Linked DNA regions of Mus musculus: regions 1 and 3 are each linked to region 2. A link is a contact called in public HiChIP or PLAC-seq and Micro-C data. All regions are on one chromosome and are shown on one strand. Each heading gives the region's core, a stretch centred on a gene start, on an enhancer-like site or on the middle of the called end of the contact. The rest is flanking DNA. Distances are from core to core; before and after follow the strand shown. Region 1 holds the start of AU021063 (expressed sequence AU021063). Region 2 has its middle 9.0 kb from the start of Gm41402. Region 3 has its middle 6.9 kb from the start of Atg101.

What was found. Hi-C and Micro-C count contacts between places; a contact is called where the count stands out from the background. HiChIP or PLAC-seq counts read pairs in DNA pulled down with a chosen protein or histone mark.
Region 1: a Micro-C map of embryonic stem cells shows a contact between it and region 2, with 1.7 times the contacts expected there. The contact joins the promoter of AU021063 here to the enhancer-like site in region 2. A contact is called at or near these places in 1 of 39 promoter capture datasets (3T3-L1-derived adipocytes), 1 of 484 Hi-C or Micro-C datasets (embryonic stem cells), 3 of 115 datasets of contacts at active chromatin or transcription factors (embryonic stem cells and neural tube) and 3 of 9 other capture datasets (adipose tissue, liver and pancreatic islet).
Region 3: an H3K27ac HiChIP or PLAC-seq map of embryonic stem cells shows a contact between it and region 2, with 5 read pairs. The contact joins two enhancer-like sites. A contact is called at or near these places in 2 of 484 Hi-C or Micro-C datasets (cortical neurons and embryonic stem cells), 2 of 115 datasets of contacts at active chromatin or transcription factors (bone marrow-derived macrophages and embryonic stem cells) and 1 of 9 other capture datasets (adipose tissue).

What each region holds. Positions count from the first base shown.
Region 1 is chr15:101,219,956-101,224,551 of GRCm38.p6, forward strand. AU021063 (expressed sequence AU021063) reads left to right here and starts at 1,292. Exons shown (of 3, transcript NR_045996.1): 1 at 1,292-1,370; 2 at 1,523-1,659; 3 at 1,834-2,200. It overlaps A330009N23Rik (RIKEN cDNA A330009N23 gene), which reads right to left. Exons shown (of 3, transcript NR_045328.1): 2 at 3,526-3,678; 3 at 1,236-2,234. Grasp (GRP1 (general receptor for phosphoinositides 1)-associated scaffold protein) reads left to right here and starts at 4,252. Exons shown (of 8, transcript NM_019518.3): 1 at 4,252-4,589. The coding sequence starts at 4,347.
Region 2 is chr15:101,091,486-101,096,505 of GRCm38.p6, forward strand. No RefSeq gene overlaps it. Among named protein-coding and RNA genes, the nearest start is that of Gm41402, 9.0 kb to the right of the region's middle. Within about 2 kb of position 1,701, at least 116 of the 459 cell types and tissues checked have an H3K27ac peak or open chromatin away from gene starts, as enhancers often do. A contact at or near this core is called in adipose tissue, embryonic stem cells, liver and 1 more, where this site is marked.
Region 3 is chr15:101,274,868-101,279,864 of GRCm38.p6, forward strand. No RefSeq gene overlaps it. Among named protein-coding and RNA genes, the nearest start is that of Atg101, 6.9 kb to the right of the region's middle. Within about 2 kb of position 2,759, at least 55 of the 459 cell types and tissues checked have an H3K27ac peak or open chromatin away from gene starts, as enhancers often do. A contact at or near this core is called in embryonic stem cells, where this site is marked.

The DNA of each region.
Region 1 (4,596 bases), core at 42-2,541, 130 kb after region 2:
TTCTCTGTGTAGCTCTGGTTATCCTGGAACATGCTCTGTAGAGCCGGCCTTAAACTCAGAGATCCACCTGCCTCTGCCTCCTGAGTGCAGGGACTAAAGTCACACACTGCCACCACCACCAGGCTTGGAGGCATTTTCTCAACAGACACTCCCTTTTTTTCAGATAAGTCCAGTCTGTGTCAAGTTGACACAAAACTGCCCAGCACAGTGCTTGTTCCATTCACAAGGACAGAGCCCTCCTGACTGAATGAATCACCAATCCTCCTAAACCCTCCACCACTTAGTATCACAGTGAGGGCTGAGTCTGTGGGACACCGGCTTCCACACTACAGCTGATTGTAAGCAGGGGCGTGATGTGGCCCTGCTTGTCTGTAGGGAGGCACTTTCTGTGGTAGCAGACCATTAGAACTGTGAGGAGAGACACAGCCAGTGGGGCAGGAGACAGGTTCAGGCACGATCAGACAGCCATGCAGAAAGGGGATGCTGACTTCTGTCTGAAGTCAGTGGCAGAGAGAGCCATGGCCAGGGGCGGGGGTGGGGGGTTGTTCTAGCATGAGCATTTTGGGGTTTGGGTAGCCTGATACACAATGCTGCCCACCACCACCACCCAAAAAGCCAGGGATTAGACGCTGAGCAGGTGTTCATTTGCCAACAGGGAAGAGGTCTGTGGAGTTCCTGCCCTAAGAGCTTCCATCTTCTGCATTTCTCCTGCTAAAGTGAGAGGTGAGGAAATATGTATTCCATGTCTCATGAGTGACGTGTTGCTGCTCTGAGGAAAACCAGACTGAGTGTCCCTTCCTTCTGTCACTCCAACCTGGCCATTCGAGAGGCAGATGCTTGGCCTCTGGATGGGACTAGACCAGGAGACACCCATATCCAACACAAACTGTCCTATCTACCTGGCTCCTACCTACAGACCTCCTGGGAGTCAGATCTCTGAACTGTACTGGATCAGACCTGCTAGAACTCTCCCGCAGCAGGGCCCCAGCACCAACACAACACTGTACCGCGAGAACGCTGTTAGGCAATAGGAGTCATTAAGAAAACAAGCATTCCCTGCCCAGCCAGCTGCCCACCGGCTGTTCTATACCTCCTGCAAGCAGTGATGTCATGCAGCTGAGGCCCAGCCCATCATTCCTGGTGTACCAGAGAGCCAGCTGAGCCCCAGGCCCTCTCTTGCTGCTAACTCCCCTCCCCATCCCCTCCCCTCCCCCCTCCCACACAGAAGCAGAGGCGGCATCCATAGAGCTATTTATTCATCCTTGCTAGTTCTGTGCCCTGAAGTAACTGACTCACTGGGACTCTACAGCGTCTGAACTTTCGCAGCTCTAGTGCTCCAACTTTCCGAGGGTTCCCCAGAACTTAAGCAGGTCTGTGGGGTCACAGGGAATTGTGGATTGGTGGGAGACTTGGCAAGGGGTTGTCCTTAAAGAAGTGAGAAGGGGCTTTGTCCGTTAGACAGCCTCTACTAATCCCATGCTACCCAGGTCTCCCCTCCCCCCACCCTTAAACCCCATCTTAGGATGGAGCAGCTGGAGCCAAAGAACTGGGAAACATGAACTCCCTGGGAACAAGACACCTGCTTCGACATAAGTTGCAGACGAAGTATAGATTTCTCAGGAGCAGATCCACAGGGGATTTGCTAAGAGGCATGAGGAGGTAAGGGACATTCTGGAGAGGCAGGAGGCCTGGGTAAGGCTAATTGGAGGAGGGGAACAGATGCTAGGCAAGGGGCGTGGCATAAGAGGAGGTGGGGCAGAGAAGGCTGAGCTCTGGAGCCGTGCTGTGGAGTACTTTTAACCGGCAGCATCTCCCTCCTCACAACTTCCTCAGTGTGAACTCAGTTACCAGCTCACTACAGATCCTCCTGGAGGAACAAATGCTGTATGGGATCCCAAAATATGGCAAGGTTTCCAGGTGGCGCCGAGCACCAGACGGCTTTGAGTCTGGAGATAGTTCCACCACAAGGCTCACGACCAGCAGAGGGTGCCACCATCCCACAGGGAGGCACCCAGGACTCTCCAATCCTCCCTGGAGAAACTGTGGAACCGCAGAGGAATCAGGCAGTCCGCTCCCCAGCTGCCAGCTGCTGAATTAGCAGTCTTTGTCAAGAGTCCTGGGTTCCTAAATCCATTCCGGGGCAGTCTTTCCCTCTCTGACTGCTGTCTCAGGCAGGAGGGCTTGGACCACACACGTCTTTTCCAGAACATGAGGCCTCTTCCAGCTCTGAAATCCTAAGATTTGAGAAAATCATGCCAAGGACTTAGAGAAATTGCCTTTTCTGGGCTCACACTTGCTCTGGGTTTTCTAGCACCTTCTTGCTTAGGTGAGAACTTCAGCTCCCTGTGGTGGCTTCTCACCTGGAGGCAAGAGGCAATCGGACCTGCACAAACTGGGGTTGTGGGGGAAGAGGTGTTTACCTCTAATCAGCACAAAGGACTTCTGTCAACAGGGCTGTTAGATACGCATTCACTAATCCTCCAGAGTAGGCAGGTGGCACCTTCATAGGTGGCACAGGATCTCGTTGGGGGTGTGTGGGGGGAGGGTCCTTTCGTGGATAAGAACTAGAATGAACGCAATACAAACTTTTCTGTCTTCTACCTTCGTAACTCCCCACCCCCTCCCCCACTACAGATGCCGTCTGTCAGGCAACAGACGGTCCAGGGGTCCATCTGTGTTAATGCTCTCAATAAGAGTCCCATGTTTCTCCACTGACTCTCCCTTGGCCCCTCAACCGATGGCCACTTGGTGGTTAAATCAGGGAGAGAAGCATTAAGGGAGACATCTTAGCTAACATAGTCCCTAAGCCACCCTTCCCACTTATACTTCTTGTGTAGTGAGGGCACAGGGGCCTGGGTGAGAGTAGGGGGCTGGAGGAGGGGAGGCAAGACACAAGGAGACAGCCAGACTGATGAACGGGTAGAAGAAAGTCTTTTCTGGCCTCTGAGATATGGCCTTCTGGCCTCTGCTCCCCCATGGTATGGGTCTTACACAGCACATGTACAGCATGCAACCGGCTCCCAGACCAAACACCTCTGTCACACCAGTGCCTAGCCAGCCCCTGGCACAGAGTCGGGCTCAACCTCACGATGAAGCATTGAAGTCAGCATCACAGAGTAAGGCAGAAGTTCCAGAATGGGGCTGCCTTGTTTGGACTGTCAACTTGGTCACTGAGCAACCCTCCTAGCAAGGTGCTTTCTGTCTGGGTTTCAGTTTCCCCCTCTGGGAGGGATGATAATGGTACCTGTTTCATAAGGTTTGTAATGATGTATGTAAAGAGCACGCGTGGTGTCTCATGTCCGAATGTGGAGCCCCAGGCTCCGTCTGTGGTGGCTAGACAACCAACTGCTTCCCTCTTTTGCTTCTTATTTGGGCGCCACTGACGACAGACTTGGGCTGTGGGTCATCCCCGCCTCTCCCACAGCCTGGCAGCCATGGTAACAAAGAGCTTGAGGGATGGTATCTAAGACAGGACTAGAGAAAGGCTCAGCGCCGGTCATGCCCCAACTCCGAGGATCTACTCACCTACTCTGGGCATATTCCAAACCCCAGGTGAGGAACGAGAGCCTTAACTCCAGCATCCAGAGTGGAGAGGTGATTTCAAGCCTTGGGGTGGCCCCAGTAGGGCTCGGATTTAAACCTGCTTGCAGGTTTCCACAGCTTCCCTTTCTCCTAGCCCTGGGAAAGGAAGGCTGCTTTAGTTATCTCTTCTACCATGCAGGTGGGAAGATGGACCCCTTAGCCCCTCACTCCCCGGGAGCTTCCACTGGGTGAATTCAGAGGTGTACCTCTCTCCCAGTTCCTTCTTCAGAAACCCCAACCCTCCCCTGCGCAGCCCCGGCCTCCCCCTCTCCAGTCTAGGGCTTCCTGCAGTCTGACCCACTGCTACCCTGACCTCAAAGCTTCCCCCAGTTTATTTACCACCACTCCTTATTGTGCCCCCATCTCCACGAACCACTAAGGCCATCATTCATTCCCTAACTTCATCCAATGTACGTTCACAGACTGCTTCCAGGTAGCATATAAACCCCTGCTCTCCCCAAATGTCCTGTCCCTCCCGCTGCCGTGGGCAGCTAGATTTCCCCCACTGAGCGCCCAAGTCCCCCAGAGTGTCCCAGAGCCTGGCTGATGGCTGCGCACTGTGGGCGGGGCTCCCCATAGCGGTCCCCCCCTGGAGGCGGTGCCTGCGTGTCGGGGGGCGAGGCCACTGGAGGCCGCTCCCCACGCCTCTCGGGAGTCTATAAAGCAAGGCTACACGCGGCCCGCTGGGCTGGCGTCCCAAAGCCGTCCCTAACACCATCAAGCAGAGAGAGCGCGGCCTCTGAGGGGCGCCGGACGCCGGAGCCATGACCCTCCGCCGACTCAGGAAGCTGCAGCAGAAGGAGGAGGCGACTGCCGCGCCGGACCCCGCTGGCCGGGCTCCCGACTCCGAAGCCGCTCGCGCCGCCCCGCTACCCTCCGGCCCTCCGGCTGCCGCCGCTCCGCCCGGAGCCCCCGGGGAGGAGCTGTACGCAGCACTGGAGGACTATCACCCTGCCGAGCTGTACCGCGCGCTCGCCGTGTCCGGGGGTACCCTGCCTCGCCGAAAGGTGCGTT
Region 2 (5,020 bases), core at 451-2,950:
ACTCAATAAACCATTTTTAAGAAGTTAGGTCTTGGTGGCATGAGCCTTTAACGCTAGCTAGCACTTGAGATGCCTTGTGAGGCAAAGGCAGGTGAATCTCTGTGAGTTCCGAGCCATGGGAGATGCTGCAGGGTAGGCAAGGAGGCGAGCCTGGGACCGAGGCTTTCCAGATCCAGTGTGAGGAGGACTCTTGTATCTGGGTCTCTGCGACCAGTTCCTCTGGAAGCATCTCTAAGAGCTAGAAACATTTCAGCGATCCTGAACAGGCTTGCCAGGCCTCGGCCACCAGACCCAACCTGAAGGAGGAAAGTTGAGATGTGAAGCCTCCACAGGCGAGGGCAGGAACAGAAGCTCATCAGCTCTGTTGCTCACAGGTCAACTTGACTCAACTCGGTCACCAGAGGTAAGGGTGGACAGCCAGGCACTTGTCCCTCAGCCCTCAGGAGTTTCAGAATTACAGATACTATGGACCAGAGGGTAGAGCCAGGTATGGCCTCCCCATCCTGTGGCCGCCCTTGTCTTCCCTAGGCACCTCTTGGGGTTGCAAGGCCACCCCAATGTGTGGGGCAACGCGGGTTGGACAGGTTCGCATGAATCAATGAACCCAACTGTCTAGTGTCATGCCTGGCACACAGTAGGTGCTCATCAAACGGGGTAAGATCCTCCTCTGCCTTTGCAGCAGCCTCATGCTGATCTGCTGCAGCAGGTTTTCTGAGCTTCCCCTTGCTGTATCCTGTTTGTGGCGGTAGAGTGACTGCAGAGGATTTCCTCTCCTTGTCCCTCCCTTCCTTCCAGTACCTACTCTGCCCTACTTCTTCCAGGAAGCTTTCCCTGACTGCCAAGGTCTGGGTGACCTCTCAACTCCACATTCCCTTCACAGTTGGATTTCAGGCTCTCCCAGCCCAGTTCAGATGAGACCTGCACCATAAGGCTACTGGCCTCACGAAGGAAAGGCTACCCTCTCTCACCACATGCCCACTCATTGCAGACGGCCTTGATGGGGGTTGGGGGAGTGAGGAGGAGGCCACCTGCCAGAGTGGCAGCAGACAGGCCAGCTAAATCCTTGACCTACGCTTTAAGAGGTCGGGCATAGTTCAATAGAGCACTCCAGGCTGAATCCCAGCTCATTCACCCAGGTCGAGGGGGATGAGGGATAGAGGAGGAGGGTACGAAAAGGGAGGAGGGCCTTCTCTTCCAAGAGCTCGGTGCCTTCATCCCTGGCTTTCTGAGCACTGCGGAGCACCCTGAAACCCACACTCCCATCCCCCAGCAGTGCAGAAGCGGAGGGCGGGCGGAGGCAGAAAGGAGGGAAGCCAGTGCCTGGAACGGGAATGAGGGTTCAACACAGAGCCTTTTACGAGCAGAGTCCTTTCCTTTGTTGAGACAGGGATTTCAGCTCTGCTCAGGTCCTGGCTGGCCCTAGACCAGCATCATTTTTGTAATTTTCTCCTACTTAGATCCAACTAGGGTAGAGAGGAGGTCCCCGGAACCGCGGGATGGTTGGATGGAGTCCCATGTGTAATAGTGTTTTGTGTTTGTTTCATTTTAGTTTTTCCCGAGTGGCCACAATCGGCAGATCAGGGAATGACCCAGATTGGGTCTAGCCCCAGCCACCCGCCGCCTCCCCCACAGGACGCCAGCGAGGCCTACCCTCTGGAGATGCTATGCAGATGAAATGCAAAGCAGGCCGAGATGTCTGTGGGGATTGGCTGGTACCGAAGACCTTGTGGCCCAATCCTGGGCCGTTGAAGGCCTGAGCTTCCCTACCCAACCACCCCCAGCCCCGGCCTTGTCTGGCCGATAAATCAGCTCAGTCATCGTTAATGGCTCCTGACTAATTGCCTGGACTTGGGCTCCAGGGCTCGGGTCGCCCACATTAAAATTCAATCAGGCCCAGCACTAGCTATTAAATATTCATTGGGAGAGCTTCCCGAAACCAGGCTCGGGGGGGATGGGTTGGATGAAGAGGGACTACCTGGAGCTGCAGCCTACTTCTAGGGCAGATGCGCCCACACTGGTTTACCTGCCTGCAACTGCAGCCTGGTTTCCAGTCTGTTCCAGCCGGCAGATTCCTCTCCGGAAGCCTCAGAGCCATCTCTGAAGGACTCTGAGACCAAGACGCCTTACGGGAGTGTAGAGATAAGTCAAGCAGGCCCCCAGAACCTGCTCTGTGGTCTTTGCGTGCGTGCTTGGTCACCTCGCCTCAGGGAGACCCCCTCTCCAAACTATGAAGAGTGCTGGGACCTTGGGTTCCTTCAGTTCCATCTAGGAATGAACTAGCTCCAGATACAGACGCTTGTCCAGGGACTAGAGAGATGGCTGGGTGGTTAAGAGCAAATACTGACCGCTCTTGCAGAAGACCTTAAATTTGGTTCCCAATACCCTAGTGGGTTGGGTCACACAGTTACCTGTACTCCAGTTCCAGGGGATGGATGATAAGAGAGAGAGAGAGAGAGAGAGAGAGAGAGAGAGAGAGAGAGAGAGAGAGAGAGAGAGAGAACAGAAAGAGGGAGAGAGGGGAATTAAAAGTAAAATAAATCCTTAAGAAACGAACAAAAAAGCAGAGGGTTGTCCAGCCTGGAGCCGGAATGAACAGTATCTGGATCCCAGCGTTCCAGGCCAACCTGGGCTTTAAGACCCTGTCTCAAAAGCCAACAGGCAAACTCCCAGAGCTTTCCTCCTTAGCTGAGCCTCCAGGTGCCACGCACTGTCCAGGCACTGGCTGACGTCAGGGCTCAAAGGCAGAGCATCTGCACTGCAGGATGAGTGTGTGCTGAAAGGAAGGAGGGCTCCTCCTCCTGCCCTTAGCCCAGGAATGCAGCCCTCCAGCTTCTGATACTGAGCAGGAGGCCTAGAAGTTCTAAAGCCGGGGTCCAAGGAGTGAGGTGGGGTGGGGGGTGGGGAGTTGGAGGGAGGGGTGAGGGGTAGGATGCTGGAAAGCAGAGTACACTCATGCACACACCCACACTGTAGTCACAGGGCTATAGAGTCCAGCAGAAGCAATGTTAGCAGAGACCCAAAGCTTGTGGATCTGCTCAGGAACAGGAGTGTCCTAGGCCTCTGGGCTTTACTGAGACTCCCAGCGTGAACGAACACCAAAGGGTGTTAGGAGAGAAAAAAGCGCCAGGATATCTGCTAGGAGGGACCCATGCCCTCTTGTTTCCTCGAGATTCTGGAAGCAAAGCACCTGCTCACAGACCTCTTTCCTTTCAGCTCTTCCTGTACCTGGGGCATGAAGTGGGACACCGCGGGAAGGCTAAGCCTGCTGGAATGACAGAGAGTCCCTCAGGCACTGCGGAGAAACCTCTGCAAAGCTCCGGGGCCGTAACTCTAGCTGGCCTAGAACTCACTGTGTAGACTTATAGAGAGCTGCCTGCCTCTGCCTTTCTGTTCCATCATATCTAAGCCCATCCAATATTGGCCCAGCAGGAAACCAAAAACTCTCATCTGAAAACTTCTACTCCTCAGGACTTCTGTGCTCCGCAACAGGAAAGAGTACCCAAGAGCCATCCCCTGTCCCGGAAGCAGGCAGGCCCCAGGGCTGGGTGCAGAACACGGTGTCTGGCAGCCATTAGCCATTAGGAAGGGAGCTGGGGCTGGGAGGCCTCAGAGCTCAGCAGGTCAGGAGTGACCTCAACCAAGTGTCCGATTCCAAAGCCAAACGTCACAGGCAATCCAGGATTCCAGGCTTGTCCCACGTGTGGTTCCCATTACCGCTGGTTGGGGTCTTCCTAAAGGCCGGGCCGGATCTCTGAGCCCCTCCCCCAGGACTACCACACTCCTTCTTCAGGCCCTTTGGAATGTCTTACCCAGCTCCAAGATGTGGCCTGCCTGAGCACAGTCCTTGGATTTTCAGAGAGATACCCCTCCCCCGGAAACAGGCTTCTACTCACTAGGTGGTTATGAGGGGTATGGTGTGTGTGTGTGTGTGTGTGTGTGTGTGTGTGTGTGTGTGTGTGTGTGTTTTCAAACTCTTTAAGAGGTCAAAGGGATAGCCTGCAGCCTTCCAAAGAGAGCTAATTTCCAAAGACCCCTACCCTGAGCCCACGGGGTCTTCTCTCCTGTCCAGGTCAGCTGCTTTTATTCCCACTGCAACTCCGCAGCCTGGATAATTGCAACTGGCCCCATGACCTTTGACTCCCAGGCCTAGCTCCACACTGCTCAGAATGTATGCACCCTTGAAGCCCAGGCTTGCTACTCAAACCATACTTTCCTCCAGTATGTGTGCTAACTTCTCCAGGGCTCTGTGGCCATGGGTACAACCTGGTCCCTGCACAGGTTTGTGCCATGGTATTTTTAGACGCATGATGAGGCTGTAAAAAAAAAATTTAAAGTATTGCCAACAGTTAAAAAACCTGAGCCAACAGATACAAACACACTTCCTTGTAAATAGTGAGAGGCATGATGGTGCACACCTACAATCCCTGCCTCTGGGAACTGAGGCAAAAGAATCAGAAAGTTCAAGGTCATCTTCCCCTACATAGTAAGTTCAAGACTATGGGCTACATGAAACCTTGTTAAAGAGGTGGGGGGTGGGGTGGAGAGAAGGGGGAAGAGGAAGAGGAGAAGGAGGAAGAAGAAGAGGAGGAAAAAGAAGAGGAAGGAGAGGGGGGAGGAGAAGGAGGACAAGAAAAATGAACCTAGCATGTTGCTAATGCCCTCAATTGGCTGAAGCTTCCTAACAGCAGTGAGATCTTACCCAAACATGAACTGTAGACCCCACTGGGCCCTACTGTCTCTCAAGTTTAAAGCTCAAGCTAGGCTGGGTAGTGGTGGCGCACGCCTGTAAACCCATCACTTAGGAGGCAGAGGCAGGCAGATTTCTGTGAGCTGGAGTCCAGCCTGGTCTACAGAAAGTTCCTGGACAGGCAGGACAGCACAGAGAGACTCTGTCTCAAAACAAACAAACAAACAAACTAGACAGAGACAGGCAGAGACAAAGAGATAGAGACACAGAGAGAAACTAAATAGTAAAAAGGTGTATTTAAAACATTTTTAAAGGGAGATCAAGCCCAGGAGC
Region 3 (4,997 bases), core at 1,509-4,008, 180 kb after region 2:
TTCGAGACAGGGTTTCTCTGTATAGCCCTGGCTGTCCTGGAGCTCACTTTGTAGACCAGGCTGGCCTCGAACTCAGAAATCCGCCTGCCTCTGCCTCCCGAGTGCTGGGATTAAAGGCGTGCACCACCATGCCTGGCTTTTTCTGACAGCACTAGACATTTTGCCATGATTATATAAGAGACAGCAGTAGCCCTGGGCAAATCTTAGCTGTTGCCAGTGATCTGGTCAGCCTGGGTTACTTACCTGTAGGTGATAGGTCATGATGAAGCCTGCTTCATGCAGCCATTTAGGAGAACTCTGGGACTAGCTTGCCTTTCTCACACAAACACCTGTCTCACCATGGTGCCCGGATGGTTTAGACTTGCTGTGTAGCTTGGCTAGTTTCAAGCTGTCAGTCTTCCTATCTCCACTTCCTGAGTGTTGGGATTATAGATGTTCACCCTACACATGCATCGGGAGCTAGTTCCTAATGTGGGAAGCCTCTGGTTACCGCTGGCTGCCAGACCTCAGTGGACAGCGGCTAACCCAGGGACTAGAGCAGCAAGATAGACCTGGCCTTGGGTCTCAGGTCTGTCTCTTAGCCTTCTGACCTGGGGATAAATAAAGGACAATTTATGAATTAGAACTATTTTTTAAGTATTTAAAAAAATATCTATTGGCACACATCTTTAATCCCAGTACTCGGGAGGCGGAGGCAGGCACATCTCTGAGTTTGTGGCTAGCCTGATCTACAAATAGAGTTCCAGGCCAACCAAGGCTACATGGAGAAACCCTGTGTTGAAAAAAATAGTGTACTCAAGTACATGTGTGTGTATATATGTGTGCGCACACGTGCCATTGCAAGCGTGTGGAAGTTAAAAGACAAGTTGTAGAAGCCAGGTCTGTCCTGCTTTGAGAGACGTTAGATCATCCAGCTTAGTAGAAAGCACTTTCACCTCCCGAGTCCCCTCACCAGTTCCGTTTTATTTTGGGGTGATGGAGTGGGAGGGGTGATGCTGAGGTCTCCCAGACACCCCACAAGCACTCTACCACTAGGCCAGGCTTCTCACTTCTCGGTTTGCACATTTGTAAGAACAGAAAGAGGAATAGACCTAGCCTTTTAGTATCAGAGAGAGTTTTGATGTGTGGTGAGTCTAAAAACTACTAGCTGATGTTCATGTGGGTTTTGTTGGATCTATATTCTTAGAGTCCCCCTACTGTCTGCCAACCCCAGGAGCAGGATCTATGCAGCCAACAGTCCTTGGATTCTTGGCAGGTAGATTGTTCTGAAGTGATTACCAGTACCCAAGGGTCCTATCCAACTCTCTAGCTCCTGTGTTTATCTGCCTCTCCCTTGGGGGCTTAGAGGCAAGGTTCTGGCACTATACCTCAGTGAAGGAATATTTGCCTTAAATGGTTGAGTTCCAGATTTGATACCCAGCACTGGGGGTGAAGATGACCCGAGAAACATGAATCTAAACGGAGAGCATCCTTAGGCCTGTGGCAGGCTGGCAAGAGGCAGGGGCCATCCACCTTCGTGGTGCTTAGCTTCAGCTCTTTTCCAGAATTTCACAGGAGCCCTGAAGGCATGGCCTTCACAGTCATTTCTCAGTACCCTTGGCTTCAGGACCCAAGGCAACATCTCCGTGGCCTCTGGATGAGAGGAGCTGGATCAGAGTGGGCCAAAAGGGGCTCTGCTCTACAGTCAGGAAGACGACATAAGCGCTTCTAGGCTCTAACTCAGCATGAAAGATTCCCTAAGGATTCCCAGCTGTGCATCCTCATTTGAGATCTGGGAGTGCATTTCAGCCTCAGTCCTAAGAAAGGTCTATGGGCTCGGGCAGACCCTGCCTAGCATGGTCCAAGAATGCATCTTGGGACAATACCTCATTCCAAGTGAGCTTTCCCAGCAACTCTAGCACCCGGCCCACTTCCCTTCCCTGTTAGAGAAGCCCAGTGCTTCACCCAGACCCAGTTTCCCCATCTCTTTGATGACTGACACAGTCTGGGAGCAGAATGGTTGTAGCTAATGTCCAGACTAGTTCCCTCTTGCTTTCCTTGTACCTCGGGACAGGCAAAAGAATTCATACCTCCAAGTTGTGTGTGTGTGTGTGTGTGTGTGTGTGTGTGTGTGTGAGAGAGAGAGAGAGAGAGAGAGAGAGAGAGAGAGAGAAGGGGAAACCTCAGCCCTTACCAGACTCTAAGCTAGCATGTTGACAGCTGCTGTATATTTGGTCCTTCACCCACTGGATCCTTTTCACAGAAGGCACTCGGCACCATCACCTGCTTTTCTGTTGGTTTAGAGACAGATTTGCAGTGTGGCAAGGCTGCCCTTGAACTCACAACAGTTCTTTCTGTCCCATCCTCCCGAGTGCTGGGCTTGTAGGCCTGTACCTAGATAAACATGAGTCACTCTATTTTCATGAGAAGTTAATCCCCTTCAGAGGAGAGAAGTGACTTCCCCAGGGCTTTATTAATTAAGCCGCTGTGCTGGGTGTGTGCAGTCTCTGGACCATTGGGCTGTCCTGCCCATTCTTTGCAAATAAAAGACTCTTCAATGACAGCAATTCCTTTCCTGGACTCTTTTGCACTTGAGGCACAGGGTGGGGGCTGATCTTCGACTCCTGCCCTGCCCCACCCGAAGGCTGGAGCCTGCAGGCAAGCCCTTTCTTTTCCACCAGCAACTGGAAGAACTGGCCTCCAAGTCTTGCTAGGGGCTGAGAGGGCGAACAAGGGGGCATTGAGCCTATTGGGGCCTCACAATGGCGGCTCTGTCCCTGTTGGTCGGGGGCTGGGCCCGTTTCCGATGGGGACAATAGTCAAAAGGCAGTGACGCTGGCAGGGCCTGGAATCCCGGGCGGGATTTTCCAAGGCCTCAAAGCCTACTGTTTGTCCTCATGGGAGACCCAGGAAACCTGCCTCCCAGTTGCCCCCCACCCACGCTGGGCTCAGTGCCCAGAGGCCCTGTCCCCCTCCCCAGCCCTGAGGTGACTGTGCCTTGGGGAGGGTGGGCTCTGAGGTGGGCACAACAGCAGCAGCTCATTTTCCCTTTAGATCTGGGTGGGTGAGGGTGCCTCACATCTGGTCCTGCCCACCCAGTCTCCATTGGAGGGAGGTGGTGGAGGTCATGCCTTGAGGAGACGAGGGACTTGTCTGTGCTGTTGCTGAGTTGAGCTGACTACAAATCTGCTCTTATCCTACATATGCTGTTCCCCGGTAGTGGTCCCGATCCTGCGGATGGACGCATGTGAGGGCCTGTGAGGCCGTGTTGTGGTCCTGGGCAGTGAGCGGCCGTAGGATGCACATCAAGGTTTTGTCCTGGATGAGGGTGGTTCTCGATGGCCTCCCATGAGAGCTGAGCTAGGGGTCCTAGAGGGCTTTAGCTTCAACGTGTGAGTGACCCCAGTCCCTCTCCAACACACCACTGACTTTAGAGAGGCCAGGACCAATGGGCTTTCTCAGAGTGTGAGGACGGCAGGCAAGCCTCCTGCCTGCTTCATTTCCACTTATGCCCAGGCTTGGTCTTATGGCCCCATAGCTCAGCTAGCAACTCTCTTCCCTTCAGAGGAACCCGTGTTCACCCCCAGGCTCTGTCTCTAGCTCTGTGCTAAGTGCAGGCTCTCAGGATGCTTCCTATGCCTTTCGCTAGCCCCAAGTTTGGGGGGCTACCTGGTGAAGGCCTTGATGGCTATCAGGATTTGAAACTTCAGAATCAGGTGAGAATAAAAAAGGCCTCTTTGCTGTCGCTTCTGAGAGCAGGAGCCCATTCCAGGCTCCCCAGCTGGATTCCAGCCTGGCCCTGCATTCCAGGCACACCCCCATCACCTTTGGCCTTGGCCTCTTACACGGGCCTGCCTCCCCTACACTCTTGTCTGCTCATCTTCCTCACCACTCCGGCTCCTTTCTTGTCTTGCTGGGCCCTGAACCTGGCAGGCTGGGGGGAGCCACTTGAGGTCTCTTCAAGGTCTGACCCAGACACTGGCAATGTCTTCCTCCACCCATGACTATAAATCAGGCTCTCTGTGGCTGTGGGGGTTGGGGGTGGCAGCTGAGCCAGTTAGGGGAGGGTGTTGGGGGGGCCTGTCCTCGTTGGTACATGCTGTGTTAGCAGGGAGCGGTGCCCAGCTGCAAGCCAGGCAGGCCTGGTGCTGGCTGGCCCTGCTCATCCAGCCTGAGGCCCCCCAGGAGGCCAGTCTTGGGGGTAACCAAGTAGGAAACCTGGATCTTTTCCCAGGGAGCTGGAATACCATAAAGATAGATTGTCCTTGTTTAGCATGAAACCTGGTCCAGAGAACCAGTCCCCAAGGAGAGATATAGACCCTGGCCTGAATCCTAGGGTTTTTCTCAAAGATGGTCACTAGACTTCTTCCCCAGGAGTGATAGATAGATAGACACATGCTCTCAAAGAAACAAATTCACAACATTTGCAGGGAGGAAGGAGACGCTCTCACCGAGGGACAGATGCACAGAAATAAAGCCCCACTCACACTCCACTTGGCCAGACATATAGGCCTTTACAGTGAATGGACACACAGCTCTTGAAACTCAAGGAGAGCTGATTCCCTCTAAAGTCCTGAGGTCAGACAGAAGACACAAACACACAGCCTGATGAAGCTGGCAAGTTTGCTACCATCTCTGCTACTCTCTCCCACATGACTTTCCACTCTCTCCTCCGCTCAGTCACTTTGTCTGCCACAGAGGGCAGAGGTGGGACGTGACATCTTAGAAAGGGTGGGAGGTGGAGGAATCCTTGCCTTGGATCCCAGGGGACAGATGTCAGAAGGGGACAGCTGGTCTCCTTTGCACCCCGTGGCCTAGCTAGAGGGTCAGCAGACAGGGTTCTGGCTATCCTGCAAGGCTGGCCTCCGTCAGGAGCCCCCAGGCTGACGTCAGTCCCACTCGGAGTTGTTGCTGGGGCTTGAGTCACGCCCTGTGACGCCACTGGGGTCAGCTCTGCAGCAGCCGGAGTGGCCTTCAGGGGCCCAGCTTCAGGGCTCAACACTCCCCCTGGGTACACC